Regions from separate parts of the Mus musculus genome. Here region 1 is linked to region 2. The links are chromatin contacts, called in public Hi-C maps. All regions are on one chromosome and are shown on one strand. The core of a region is the stretch at or near the end of the contact, and the rest is flanking DNA. Distances in the headings are between cores, read along the strand shown.

The links. Hi-C and Micro-C count contacts between places; a contact is called where the count stands out from the background.
Region 1: a contact with region 2 is called in a Hi-C map of liver, with 4 times the contacts expected there. The contact joins two enhancer-like sites. A contact is called at or near these places in 6 of 484 Hi-C or Micro-C datasets (the N1E-115 cell line, brain, cerebral cortex and 3 more), 3 of 115 datasets of contacts at active chromatin or transcription factors (astrocytes, heart atrium and neural progenitor cells) and 1 of 9 other capture datasets (adipose tissue).

Annotation. Positions count from the first base shown.
Region 1 is chr4:98,000,244-98,007,536 of GRCm38.p6, reverse strand. It overlaps Nfia (nuclear factor I/A), which reads right to left. Exons shown (of 11, transcript NM_010905.3): 4 at 7,071-7,145. Among named protein-coding and RNA genes, the nearest start is that of Gm34218, 19 kb to the left of the region's middle. Within about 2 kb of position 3,141, at least 207 of the 459 cell types and tissues checked have an H3K27ac peak or open chromatin away from gene starts, as enhancers often do. A contact at or near this core is called in liver, where this site is marked.
Region 2 is chr4:97,876,158-97,883,749 of GRCm38.p6, reverse strand. All of the region lies in intron 2 of Nfia (nuclear factor I/A), which reads right to left. Among named protein-coding and RNA genes, the nearest start is that of Gm19417, 11 kb to the right of the region's middle. Within about 2 kb of position 3,424, at least 14 of the 459 cell types and tissues checked have an H3K27ac peak or open chromatin away from gene starts, as enhancers often do. A contact at or near this core is called in liver, where this site is marked.

The sequences.
Region 1 (7,293 bases), core at 1,892-4,391, 120 kb before region 2:
TTTTTCCTCCTGCTCTTATTGAGAAATCCTCGGTGTTAATTATGTACTCTATTAATCACATACTGGATGGCTCAGCGTCTGATGTATGGTGTGGTTTTGCTGAGTGCTCAGTCAGCCATCGCAGACATCCCTACAGGGTGCCACCAACAGCCTCTCCAATCCATGAGGGTAAGCTACAAGCACATACTCCAGAACAAATCCCAATAATTTTGCATCCTTATTGTGGGGCAAAAAAGAGTTATATCAGGTATTTGGAGATCACAAGAAGGCCTTGCAAGCTCCCCAATATTACTCATTGGATATTGATATCTGTTCTTAAAGGTGAGTCTTACGAGCAAATAAAGATTTAGTGAAGATTACATTATCAGTAGCGATCTCTTGAATTTTTGCTCATAAATAGCATTTTTAAAAACACCGTAGAATTATGTATTATTTGAAATACTGATATGGTTAACCCATTCATAGCTGACCATTTAATGTTGGAAAATGTCAGTGTTAGAATAGGATTATGTCCTTTGTTCACTAAATTCCCATTAGCTACCCAGAATGTTGGCAGAAATGTAGGATTTGGCTAAAAATCACGAGGAATAAGACTTTTCTAGATAGATGAGTAAGAACAGTACTAGTATGTTTTCTTCTGTCACAGCTGTTACCTGACGGGACCACTAAATGGCTGTAATAAACCAAGCTTTAGGACACAGTCCTCAAATCAGTCACTCATAATTATACACATGTGAATATTTTTAAATAAAATTGGCTGATAGTGGTCAGCTCCAGGATCAGCTCAAGAACACACAGTAGATGATCAAGGGCAAAGGCTTAAGCCAGTAATGATCAAGGTGATTACCATCATTGAGCTCTCACTAATCCAACATGAGGCGTCCTGTTATGTTACCTCTGTGTTCTTGAGAGGTCTCCCCAGTTTAGCACTCAGATTTATGCTCAGCCTATAGCCAGGACTTACTTTAAATATTTTGTATTAAATAATTATAACCTACGAAGAAAACACAGGCAAGAGGCACTGCAAATATTGACCAGAGTCCCACAGCTATTAAATTTCAAATGTTCACCCCTATTATAAATCCTGAACTATTTCCTGGCATCCTACAGGCATGTGTGTGTTTGATAGTCTGTGTTAACCACACACTATGTAGGTAGAAGTTACTTAGAAAAGATTAGCAGTAGATGGACCTAGAGAAACAGGGACCATGACAACAAGTTAGTATGCATATCAAAGTATAGTGTGTGTTTCTTTTTCCAAGATCCAGTGTCTATCATAAGAGTGCTCATGAGTCTGGGAAATTTAGCAGACCCTTCAGTTGAGGATAGAGATAAATGGCCCAAACCCAGCCATGAGCAGCTCTAACCAGGACTGGCAGGAGTATGTATATACCAAAGAGCACAGGGCACACATGCACAGTGCTACCCAGTGTCAAAAGCACACTCCCTCTGACCTAAGTGTGACCTACACAGTAGCTCACACACACTGCTCAGGACATATATTCAACACAGGGCACACATATATCTCATGGTCGGATGGGACCAGCTATGGATAAAGTAGCCTGTGGGTGGGGGTGTCCTCTTAGTAGCTCATCGTCTTTTGGTTGGTGAGGAAGGGAAGGGATAGACATCAAGGTTAGCCACCCAAATGTGAATGGTAGAAACCCTAGTGCAGCTGGTCCACTCCATTTGCTTCCTGCTTTACTGTTCAAACACTCACCCCAAATGAATCAAGGAAATAAAAATTGTATGACAAAGCATTCTTTGGAAATAATTCAACTTCAACATTTATTTTAAAATTGTATTGAATTGAACTGGGAGGAAATCTGTTAGTTAAGCCAGATAGACTGATTTTTTTTCCCTTTTCTATGAGTGTGGCAACATTTATTATTTCCTCTCTGTGTGGGGGCTTGATTAAAACTAGAAAATGAAACATATCCCATGGTGTAATACATTTAGAATGAAGTGACTTAGACTCGAAAAAAACCTTAAGGGACCGATTAGAATTTTCTATTATATGGCTTACTTAACAGATTTTCTTTAGAAGCTGCATTTTGGACATAGAGAAGATTTTTTTTAAAAAGGCCATCCAACCTATTGTCTACTACACACCAGACCTTCCTTCCAGAGGGGTTGATTCTGGCTTCTATGCATAAGATGTGTGATGTTCATTTTAAAATTACTAGTAGAGCCTGCTATTGACCATCTAATTATGCCGAGTTCCATTTATAAACATAGCTAACCACTAAGTTTATGGAGACTTTTTGTGCTGCTTTAATAGGATATTGATCGAGAGCATAGTTTGAGTGGCCTGCCATTGAATTGTGTAATGCCAAACAAAGGCAAGGTCACAGTGACGGTCCGGGCTGGGCTGCAGTGGACGTTTTATTATCGTCTTTTTGTTTCTTCCTTTAATGCTGAAGTCTAAATGGTTTCTTGCTTAAGAGTATAAATTGTATAAAAAATTAATTTCTGTACCATGATCATTGTTACTGTGTGTGTTAACAGAGGAGAGAGCCAGCAGGCTGCCTGCTCAGACTAGGAAGTTTTTAAGTCATCCTCCTCCAATAAAGGTAGAAAGAACCGCCACTATTTAAGTGGTAACCCTCAAAAGATGCCCCCTCCCCGGGACTTCTCATCTGAGGCCTGCTTCTTCATTAGTCTTTCCAGATAAGGACAATTTGTATTTTCAAGTTTGAGCTTAGCCCTACCAATGTCTCATTTTCTTACTGTGCCTCTCTTAGCTGAGTTAATTTTGCCCCAGAACTTCTTTCTACACGTCAGGTTAGACTAGATTCATTGGTTCTTACAAAACTGCTGGTCAGAAATCCTAAGTGCCTGCGTATGGGCGCTGGAAGCCATACCAAGGACTTGAAAAAGAAGTTCAGAACAAACTGCATTCGGAACTCCCATGATGATTCCTGTGTGAGAATCTCAGCAGTGCACGTTCCCAAGGCAGAAAACAGCCGCTAGGGTGCCACCTCATGCCAGGCTGAGGCACAGGCCCGTTCCATTCACTGCCACTCTCCATTGACAAACAACTTGGGAACCCCGAAGTCCATCGGGTAGCCAGGCTTTGTGGCAGAGCCAGGGCAATTCATCTGCTGGACTTTAATAGATTCTGCAGCCATGTAGCAGGAACTCAGCACAGGCTGAGCAGCTGAGAGTGGTTTTCACACCCAAAGACTCTAAGGCCAGCCACAGTGTACTGAGAATCCTGGCTTTGCAGAATTCCAGGGCTGTGAAGTCATCCCGAGCCACGAAGTTTACTTAACCCTTGCAGCCAGTTTGGGTGTAACAAACCACGCTGGCAATCGGAACAGGCCGGAGCAGAGGCACAATGGCCTGTGTGTGTATCTGTGGTCTTTTTACTCTTTCCCACGGAAGCCTTTAAGGTTTCAGAATCTCTCCAGCAACTTCAAGGAAAACACTCAGCACTTTAGAAGGAAATGAGCAGGAGTGGAGTTTGGGACAGAACTTTTTGAGTTCACACCAGGAGGGACATTTGGCAGCCTCAGAGCACGTACTTTGAGGAAACGTTGGCACAAAATAAACAAGAGTGGGTTTGACAGAGAGCCCTTGAAGCAGGGACGTTCAGCAGCCAGCAGAATGGGCTCTCCTTGGCAGCTCAGGGGAGGGGCCTATCTGGAAATGCCTGTAGTAGAGGGCTTTGTGTAGTGAAGCACCTCTCAACAGATGGCTCCTGTCTCCTCCTTCATGGGATTATGCTAAAACAACCTCAGGGATTCGGAACCCCAGGCGCTCCTGGGAGCCTCTCCCCTGTACTGAATTCTTCTTTTTCTCTGGCCCAGGGTGCAGTGGTCTGTGTTTTCTCCCTCTCGTGGAACAAGGTAATAAATAACTAGAAGTGCTTTCAGATGGTCCTGCCACGTGTGGAGATGGGCCACAGAACAAATCCATACTCTCAGCGCCAGCGTCTCCGTTGCTACAGTTCACAAACATTAGATGATAAAGGCAGAAATTAAAGGGTGCTGGCGGGAGGCAAGGGTGAGGGAGTTTGTGACTTCCTGCAGCTCTCCTGGGCCAGAGTCCCTAGTCCAGCAGTTCCTAGCATCTGCTCCAGGCATTTATTGTCAAGCAGCCTGGCTGTCTAGTCTAACTCTCACCTAGGAACTCGTGAGACTGAGCTGCTCTGTCATTGCCACCACTGTGGAGATGATACTCTCCCAGGCAAAGACATGAGAGTAGTTATTTAACTTGACTCTTCGTTTGCAAATACTGAAACAGCTCCCCCTACCCCATCACAGTGAGAACCTCACTGGACTCCTGGGGGAAGTAAATATTTTTACTATCACATGTAGAAGGCTAGCACTATGTATCTGGAAAGAGAAACAGTTTAAGACAAGGGTATCGTTTCTGAGTAATATGGAGTCTCCACACTGTATGGGGTCACAACTAGTTGTGATTGTGGTAAGGTCATAGACTCAACTTCTTTATGCAGTTCGGATGGTGTGTTGTGCTGGGTATTTTTGTCATCCTAACACAAACTATGAAGCTGGAAGTTATGGGGCTGAAGGGTTGCCTCCATCAGATTGGCCCGTGGGCATATCAGTAGGGCATTTTATTGATTAATGATTGATGTGGGTGGGCCATGCTCACCATGAGAGGTATCAATCACTCCTGGGTAAGTATTCCTGGATGGTCTAAGAAAGCAGGCTGAGCAAGGCAGTAAGCAGCACTCCTCTGTGCCCTCTGCTTCAGTTCCTGCTTTGGCTTTTTTTGATGATACAATGTGACCTGTAAGCTAATAAGCCCTTTCTTCTCAAGTTGTTTTTGGTCAGTGTTTCATCACGGGAACAGAAACCTAACTAGAGCCTATGCCTTTGAGAAAGGCTTTCTGGTCGAAGGACAGAGCTTGGGAATCCCTGTTGCAATAGGCAAGGCAAGCTATAAAAATAAACCTTGACAAACTTAGATTAAAGGTCTACAAGGAAGAGAGGGTCTCTGGCGTGTAGCTGACCGGTTTGGCCTGAAGCCATGGTTTAGCTGATGCAGCCCGGTCCTGCTCTTACCGAACAGTTGTAGTCAGCACAAGGCCATGTGTGAGTGAGTCCTGGAGTGATGGCACAGCAGTGTGCAGAGTCGGAAAGCATTGAGAAGCTGAAGGATGCTCACAATGCCAGGCCTTTGCTAACCAGCCCCCTACACAGGCACAGGAAACAATCCAAGACACTCTGCAATCTTAGCCCCAAGGGCAGGCATCCCTTCTGGCAGTCTTGAAGGAACATGTAGAACTCACTTGGCAATCATGCTGCCTTAGACTGAGTGGAGGTCTAATCAATCTTAGATATAAGACCTGAAAGGAAAATGAGGGAAGGGAGGAAGGGCAAGAGGCTGGGGATGGTTCTGAGCTGTCTGGCCTCTTACAACCCCCAGACCTTGGAACTCTGCTGGTAATGAAGACTAATGCAAGCATTTGAGTGGCTAAGGCAGAAGGAAACGGACTAGAGCTCTAATCTTAGAGTAAAAAGGGTTTCTTTTTTAATCAAGGCTATGCTTGGATCTCAATAAAGCCTCAATAAATATACTTCGCTCTAATGCCTCTATGACTGATACACTTTGATAAGACATACTCTTTATATGCTATTATTAGTAAGCTAATAAGAAAAATATAGAATATTGATTACCTTTAGTACATATGCGTTATTATCTGTCTATGGCCAGGGACTGGCTAATCCACCATGCACTAGCCAGGGAGGCGCATGTCTTCCTGTTCAATAAAATCATCTAGTTCCCCCTCACCTAGTACTTTGGGACACCTTTCATAATAAAGCCAAATTTTCCCCACTGCAGGCTATCACCCGTTACTCCTATTGCTTCCCTATGAGGATTCTGCCACTTCTACCCAGAAGTAGCATCAGTCAATAGCACCTCACCATCAATAGCAGCCTCCCTGACTGTCAGAATTCTAACATGCACAGTTGCCTCCCCACCACTTAACCTGCCTGGTCTTAAACAGAAGACTTTCTCAACCTCCCCTTAGTTAGCTTCAGAGTATAGATTGCACAACTCAGAGTACAGCTAAGACACACCAAGGATCAACATCAACTAATGATGCTCCTCCCTCCAAGGCCCAACACAGTGCTTAGCAAATGGGAAATGTTCATGAACACCTGGATTTTTCTCTAGTCCCACATCGTATCCCATTTTTTGGATGCTAAAGATTCTTTCAGCCTGTGATGACCAAAACAAGATATGAAGAATACAGGCTTGGAAGACCAGGCTGGCTTGACTTCTGTGGCATCTCACAGCCCATTGGTTTCCTCGGGCATCCTTGCAAGCCTATAACACATATAATAGGGGCTACGAATTCCATTTCATTCTGTAAAGAACTTGATGCTGCTTGAAAGTCATGTTTAACAATATAAATTTCCCTACCTTTAGTCAGATAAAAGTAAAATTTTAATATTTGATGTTTAATTTCACTTTTAAACTGAGTCTAAGAGCAGGCGGTCTCTGTAGGAATGCTTTTAAAACAGAGACATTCTGGAAGGAGGGCAACCGTTTGTGTGAAGTGTGGGGGCTGTCGGGGAGAAGAGAGAGAGAGAGACATAGACAGCCAGACTCCCATGCTTTTTGCCCTGTTTGGGTTATGCCATAACAAACATACAATCAATGGGCCTTTGATCAACAGAACTGGGCGGTGGCATGAACTCTTCCATCACCACTGTAGTTGTTATCGACAAGCTGGTAATGACCATGCTGTAATGTGCCACTCATACTGAGAGCATTAGCATTGCTTAAAGGTCAGAAACAATGTCTCTTAAATGCAGAATTCCTCAGAAACCAGAGGGAAGACTCAAGATCTTCTAAAGCCAAGTTCACACATTGTAACCAGGACTGTGTGAGACATTCAGCATTAGTCCTTACCATGATGCCTCACATTAAAATTCTTAATTATTCCTAGCCTAGAAATACTGGCTTTTAAACAAACTAGTTGGTATAATTTTTCTAAGGAGAACAGAAAGGGTGCTGTGAAAGTGTTAAAGCCCTATGAGAAGTAACACTGAAGGCAAATTTGGACCGAATCAGAGCAAAACTATACTTACTTTGTGACACTCTTACTAGCTCAGTCACACTGAAAACACCTGATGTGACAAAGCTGTCCTGGAAGCCCAAATGTCCTGTGGAAACAAAAACAGAAGAAAGCCAACTGTCATAAAACGAAAACTTGAAACAAAACAAGTATAAATACTCACCAAGTTATGATGGAGCATGTGAGGCCTAAGCTATGATGGAGCATGTGAGGCCTAAGAGCTATGATGGAGCATG
Region 2 (7,592 bases), core at 2,175-4,674:
TTGAATATGAGAAAAAGCACTACTTCTTAATACTTGGTGGAAGAAAGAAACAAGTCGGTTACTGGGTTATTTGTTCTCTCTGCAGACAGGGATGCAGGCAGGGGAGGATACATCAACTGAAATTATCATGATGCGCCTTCCAAAAGTTATCAGCAAGGATGCTCTGGAGAGGCAGTAAAAGATACTGATTCTTTAGGCTGTCAGTGTGTATGGTACTCAGGGTACTGATAAATAAAAGTCAAACATAAGAAATAATTTGAAATCTTACCACACATTGTGATTTATGATATAATTTCCATTGGAAATTTACATAAAATACAGTAGTTGCTTTTCTTTTCACACTTCGTTGTTTATCTCAGAAGCTTTACAGAGTAAATATGAGCTTAATAGAAATCTGATCTACACATGATTAGAAACGTTTATAGGTGATAGGACTGCCTCACGTTGCTAAGTCTGAAGACAATTTGTCTGGTTCTAAGATAGGCAGCCTGGACACCATTGCTGGCTTCTCTCATCCATGTGGCCACTGTTCAAATTATTGCCATAAGCACTATATACTACTAAGTTTTGGAGGGTGCTGGGATTTTGTGTTTAGTTTTCCTTAACTCTTTCTGTCAATACTTCAAGGTGTGTATACGAATAATTATATGGCTGTGATAATCCACTGGACTGGATATGCACTTGTTGAAATATAATGAAGTTGGCGTGTTTTGTCTACCCACTGCGATTACTACCATGAACTTTATGATACTATTTATTTTAGAGATTCCATTTCATAGCAGAAGCTTACCTAGCAACTGCTAACGAACACACCAAATCATAAAGGAGATTCATTTTAGTAAGTCAGAGGCTATAAAAAAAGGTCAATGGTTCAAACATCAGTATTTCCAGTAGAATGGATCAATTAATCTTATCTGGGAGGGTGGGGGAGAATATCTTTTTTCCCTATGAGGTATAAAATGTGATGGTTAATCTTATTCATTTATTTTTTGTGTGTATGCTACTGGTCCTTGTATATAACAGGTAAGTAGTCTGGCACTAAGTTATGTCTCCAGCCCTTTGCAGTTAATTTTTAGCCAACATCCATTGGATTCTACTAGTGTTCCAAGAGAAACACTCTAAGTGCATTATATAAATTAACCCATACTTTGATCCTTCTCATACAAATAAGAAAACTGCATCCAAGAAAAATTATGATGGTTGTTCAAGACTGCAGTGGTAATAAAAGGGCAGTTGGGGTCCGAAGCCTCAAGTGGGCTCTGGAGAGGGAAACACAGCTGACCTTGAGGCTTCCTATACCAACCTGACTCTTAGCAGGGAGGATGAAGACCACAGACATTCAGCTTACGTGGGTGTGTGTCCTTACTATTATTAACCACAAAGTGACAAGTCAATATGCTGCACAGCACACACTTGATGGGCCATAGAAGCCATTATAACAAAAATGTCCTCATGCATCAGAGATTTAAAGTAAGCCAGAGGTAAAGCCGCCATGGTGACACATACTGACAGTCTCAGCATCTCAGGAGGCTGAAACAGGAGCATAGTTGGAGTCCAGGATTTCGAGGTCAGCCTGGGCAATATAATAAGACCTCATTAAAAATAATAATAACTAAATAAGCCACAGGTATAAATTTTGGATGAGACAGTATGTTTCCAGCCTGGGTAAAGTTGAAAATACCCATTGTCACCACTCAAGTTCCACATGCAATTAGTTATATAACTCTAGTTCAATTTTTTTAAAAAGGATTTGTGCCTGTACCAAAATGTACATGGAATGAGTATTCCTAAACCTAAAATTCAAAAATTGAAATGCTACAAATTATCAAACTTTCTATGTATCAATAGAGATAAAATCACGAGTGGAAAATTCCACATCTGATTTCACATTTAGCTGTAGCCAATATAATTTGCATTAAAGACACTAAAATAGTCTGTACGATATATATATATGTGTGTGTGTGTGTGTCCCACCATAAATAAAACTATTATAAATTTTAAAAACATAAATTATTGAGAAGTTTGATTAGACTTGAGTTATATCCCTCAAGATATCTCATCACATAAGTGCAAATCACCCAAGAGTTAAAAAAAAATACAATATCTGAAAAACTTCTGGGTCTGATTATTTGGATAAGGTTCTCAGCCTTTCCATACAAAAATACATATTTAGGGAAGACATCACCTGTCTTAGAAGCTATGATTAAAACAAGCAAAAAACTAAATAGACACACACACACACACACACACACACACACACACAAACAAAACACTTAGCATCCTTTTCCCATGAGGCAAATAATATGAGGTGCAAGCTTTAATCAGACAGATGTGGGTTCAAATTTCATTTTGCTCTATGCTAAATATTGCTCAGAAAATTCTGCTTCAAGTCAGCCACAGAATGCTCATGTCTCAAATGAGGCTATAGGCAGCCATGTGCAACAGTGGAGGCTAAGAACTGAATGGGACCTGCTCACAGTCACACTTCTCTGAATTTTCCTTAGCGTTCTACAAGTATTCAATAACTGATAACAATTTACAGAGGATCCTGGCAACCCACAACGTATCTTCCTGGATTTGTATACAGAAATCTATTTCTTTGGGGTTCTTTTCCTGGTATTTTCTCTAAGGCCTCAATTGAATTCCTTTATAAAATTTCCAATTTAAACATCTAATAGTAGGTGTGCACTAAAAGAGAGGGCAGGAAGAGACACACCTTCAGGCTGTCTCCTCTTAAAACACAACTACATCTCAAATTAAACCCCTTTTTTGTATACTATGCTTAAGGGGCAGTAATAGTCACTTTTCAGCTGAGAAGACAGAGCCCAGACTGGAGTAATGTGTGTGAGCCAGAATGGAATGGGACCAGGAGCCACATGGCTGCTTGTCAGAATCCTAGTCAAGGGCACCAGCCATGAATCTTCACACCCACCCTCCTTCCTTAAGATAGTAAGTAGTTTTACTTCCAAAGAGGAGGTGAGAGAATTTGAGAGTAGTGTTTTTCTCCTCCCTGGGAAAGGCCGTTTTCCAACCCATTCCTAAGCATGGCGGGCAATAATACTTCAGAGAGAAGCAAGGAGATTCTGGGGTGGTGAGGTCCCTGCCTTTGAAGCAAGCCAGCCAGCAAACACAAATGCATGCAATTTGAAATTTTAATTAGGGTGCCATGTGCTGGTGACATATGGCAACATGCTGACAGCTGGGTGTCCAGGTTCAGGAACAGACCTGGGTTCTGAAGTCACAGTTGGCAGAAGCGAAGTTCTCTGCTTGTGCGCTAGGTGCCTGGAAAGTGTGCTGCCAACATCCCCTGCTACCCTGCACGGCCATTCTGCCATTTACAGACACTGTGTGTAGAGGGCCACCGCTGCAGCTCAGACATACGCAGGAACAAAGATGAGAAGAAATGAACAAGATTAAAACCTGATCCCAGGATCAGAGTCCAGGCTGGACCGTGTTCATAACAGCACAGCCATTGACCTTTGGTGGCCCTGGGAGTCTCATGCTAGTCCCTGCAGCATGTGCTCTCTGTGGCACAAGGAGAAACAAACAAACAAACAAACAAACAAACAACCTCTGTTACCTGTTCCAAAGTGTAAAGGAATACGGCTCTTTTTATACTGCCAAATGTGATTTAAAAGTAGGCGGCACACGTCAGTGAATCAGGTGAGTGAGGTACGGAACTAAAACATTTTTAAGACAACTCGTTAAGTATTAAAAAGTTTGTTAACTTTTTCTTCTCAGAATTTCTCCTCTGTGATGAATTATTAGTGGTCAGTTTGACCTCTGAAGCTCAGTAAGCTGCCTGAGAATGTCTCGAAATGGGTTAATGAATTGCCTTGGAGTTCTCCCATGCCCCTCTGCCTGTTCCTGTCCGACTATTTACTGTGTGTAAAGTGGGAAGGGTTTGGGTGTGCTGTTTCCAGGCAAGCCTAGAACCACCAGGAGCGTCTCGGCCACACTGTGCAGTATTAACAGTGCCACTAACTCTTTGGGTCCTTTTCTACATAATGGATTCCTGCCGTGTTGTCTTTGATGGCACAGGACTACTGTAGTGAATAGGCCATGCTGGTCCTCTGTTTCTGGAAATTTGAGTTTCTAACCATCAAGCCATGCAATGCTTCTGGAATACTCTAAATATTAGCAGCTCCCCAGGCTCTCCTGCAGTCCAAATCTCTGAGTGAATTTAAGATAGACTTATCACTGGAGCAGAAATTCAATATAGACCAACAGGATTAAAAGCAAGAATTGTGCTGCTTTCCCTCACCTCCTGCCCCAGTTATAAGCAGTGCAATCTATTTTACTTTATTTTTCCTATCAGTATTGTTATAAAGAGGCAGAAAATAGAGTCACAACACATTCTACTTGAAGTTAAGCTCTGAAAAGAAGCAAAACATACTGAAGATAAACATTAGAAATTTCATGTTTTAGACAACATTGCTGGACAACACAGACAACCAAATACACACACACACACACACACACACACACCGACACACACACACACACAGACACACACACACAGACACACACACACACTCCCCTCAGCTGTAAGCCCAGTAACTGGTTTGGAAAGCAAATATGCATGTGTATATAGTTATCCTTAAGTACAAAGCAGGTTGGTGCAAAGAGCATGACCTCTGGTTATCTCCTCTACCTTTCAGAGCAGTTCTCCCTGAGAAGTATGGCTAGATGCTCCTGTAAGAACAGCAGAGAAGCCACATGCAAGCATCTGTCCAACTCCAGACACACTGCACGTTCATCTCAAGCCATCTTTTAATGTCTTCCATTGAGGATTCCTTTACCTTGAATAAGTGGTTCACAGCCATGACACAGGAATTCACTAGATAATTCAGGTTATGATGCCGAGAGGCATCCAGTTTTGCCAGGATAAGGAAGTTTATAACATTCTTAGATTCTATTGATATCACATCTAAAGTACTAGTTTTCAATTCTAGGATTTAAAAATCAGACTGTCGCTATAATTTTCTTAGAATAGCTCTCCAAACTCTTTATAAACACACCTTCTATCCCTAATTCCATGACTAAGCTAATAAAAGCTGAAATCTGTGGAGTCTACAATAACACTAAGAAGAAGTATCCTTCAGAGGAAGTATTTCTTGTGGTTTTAAAAGTCTATTGTTAACGAAGTGTACATTTTTATTATATATGTCAAAGGATGAAAAATGTGTTAGGATATCTTATAGTGGATAAGCATCCTTCTCTGCTAGGTAAAGTAACATTAGATAAAAGGACTCATGTATCTGGTGGCAAAGTAAATCTCTCAAACACAATTTAGGCATCAATAAAATGAATATAGATCAAAAGTATATTTTAAACTATCATAACTTTTAAGGATACAATGTGAATAAAGTGGAAAACAGGACAACATACAGAGAACACTGGACTAAAATGGTCACCAGAACAAAACTGTTCACAGGAATAAATTCCTTACTAAACCTTGAAATCCAAAGGACTCAACTCAAGAAAACTAAAAGTGAGGTGAAACAATCTTTGTGTCACACTTCACTGTATTGCCTGGCTAATGTGACAGGAACTATCAAGTGGGTGACTGGTTTAATGTGTCATTAGATGCTTTTGACAAAGGAATTTTTAATGGAACAAAATCAACATCCCATGAAATACAATAGAAAAAAAAAGCTGTAAACAAATGTCTGGAATTTCTGCACATGTTCACATCAGTGAGTTAATTAGAAATCTTTACATATGGATTCCTGGTTATTACTATTTGAACTGTGGTGGGTAAAGTCGGAGAAACACGCAACAAGAGGCAGGGGGGTCAGCATTGACTCACCAGGAAGCTACAGAAAAAGAACCTTGACCTGAGAAAGAACACACTCACAGGGCTTTGTGCTGGGTCTCAGGCTAGACTTGCCCAGGTATCTTTGAAACTGAATGGGACTCTATACAGTTGGAGGGTCTAGACTAATGTTGTGCATTTGTTCAATAGCTTTGAGAACTCTAGAAATTCAGAGCTCTGAGTAGCCTGCCAGTGAGAGGTCAGGAATAGGGCACTTTTAATTAAGAAGAAAAGTGATCAGCATGTGATAGCTGGAAGGGCGCTGGCTCAGGTCTGTCTTCTTCCTGCTTGCTGCAGAAAGGATCGTCTTTGTCTCTAGGGTGGGGCCTGAGGTCTCTTCATTTCTGAATTCTTTCTGTGAAATATTAAGCTTGTATGCCCATTACTAGCATTCATATAAGAACTACTGGAGCTATAGATGTACCTTACAGCATTTGACACATCACTGTAAAAGTCAACTCATTAATTAATTAGAGGAACTATTATTATGGCCTAAACTAGGCCTGAACAATAAAGACAGGTTTGACCCAACTTCAAAACAGTGGATAAAACATGAAGAATATGGTAGCTGCCCCACTTGTGTTTTAGAAAAGAAACTGACTACTCACTGGAGAAAAAGAATCAGCCATCGGTGACATGTATCTTTCAGAGAACACACAGAATGTCTATTCTGGAACATATCGATAGATATGATTGTCCACCACCAAAGTGTCAAGTATTGTGCTGAGCATTCTACATGATATATTTCAAAATCTTCACAGCAGCTGTATGAGGTAGACATCTTTACAGTGCTTTAAGGAAGGAAATGGGGAAATCAGACTCAAAGTTTAAGATCAAGGGCACCCAGCTAGCTAGTGAGGACCTGAACCCAGATATCTGCCAGATGCAAAATTATATTGTTAATCAAATTAACTAATTATCAAATCAAATCAATCGTGTTAATCTTCACGACCACATTATACTAATGCTGCTCCTCTCTACACAAGCACTCCTTCATTTTAATTAAATCTATCAGACCAATCAGTTAATTGGGTCAAAAGTTAAGTTCACTTTGAATGTATATAGACAATGCCCTGAATGAAGCATAAGATGGTGTAGGTGAGAGCACTGCATTAGAATATCAATCTGTCATGCCAGGATGCTTACCTTTTGCTATTTCCACAAAAGGCCATAAAACACGATGAAAAAAAACTTTAAAGGGAAAGTATTCATTTTAAAAGCAAATGTGTTAGCTGTCCAATGTGTTAACTACTTTTTCTAGGATCCAGGAGGTTTGTAGCCTATTTAGAAAATGTCCTGTTTCCATACCATCCAGACTCAAATGATCCTTTGTCTTTTGACTACAGCTAACACATAAAGCGTTTGAAGAGAAACACCAAGACACTTACTGTGCACTGTGCTATTGACTCTAGTTCTACCTAGCTATTGGAAGATACCGTCCTGTTGTGGCTAACTCAAGAGACATCCCTCCTTTTGTGGAAAGGGAAATGGGCCTGAAGGAGAAGAAAAACACCAGACAGAGTAGAGTCTAATGACTGCAGTGCTAACTTTACTGGAGAGATTGTCAATATGGTAAAATTAGAAACCAAAATTAAAGTACATAAATGTGTAAATACATACATACATACATAACAAAGGTCCTTGTAGTATTCAGTGATTAAAAAAATAACAGAAAAGTTTCTTTCCATATTTATTACGTTTTTGGGGTCTGTTCTAGGTCCCACTGTTCTGAATAGCAGAGATAAAATTTTTCATAAGCACACAAACACTTCAT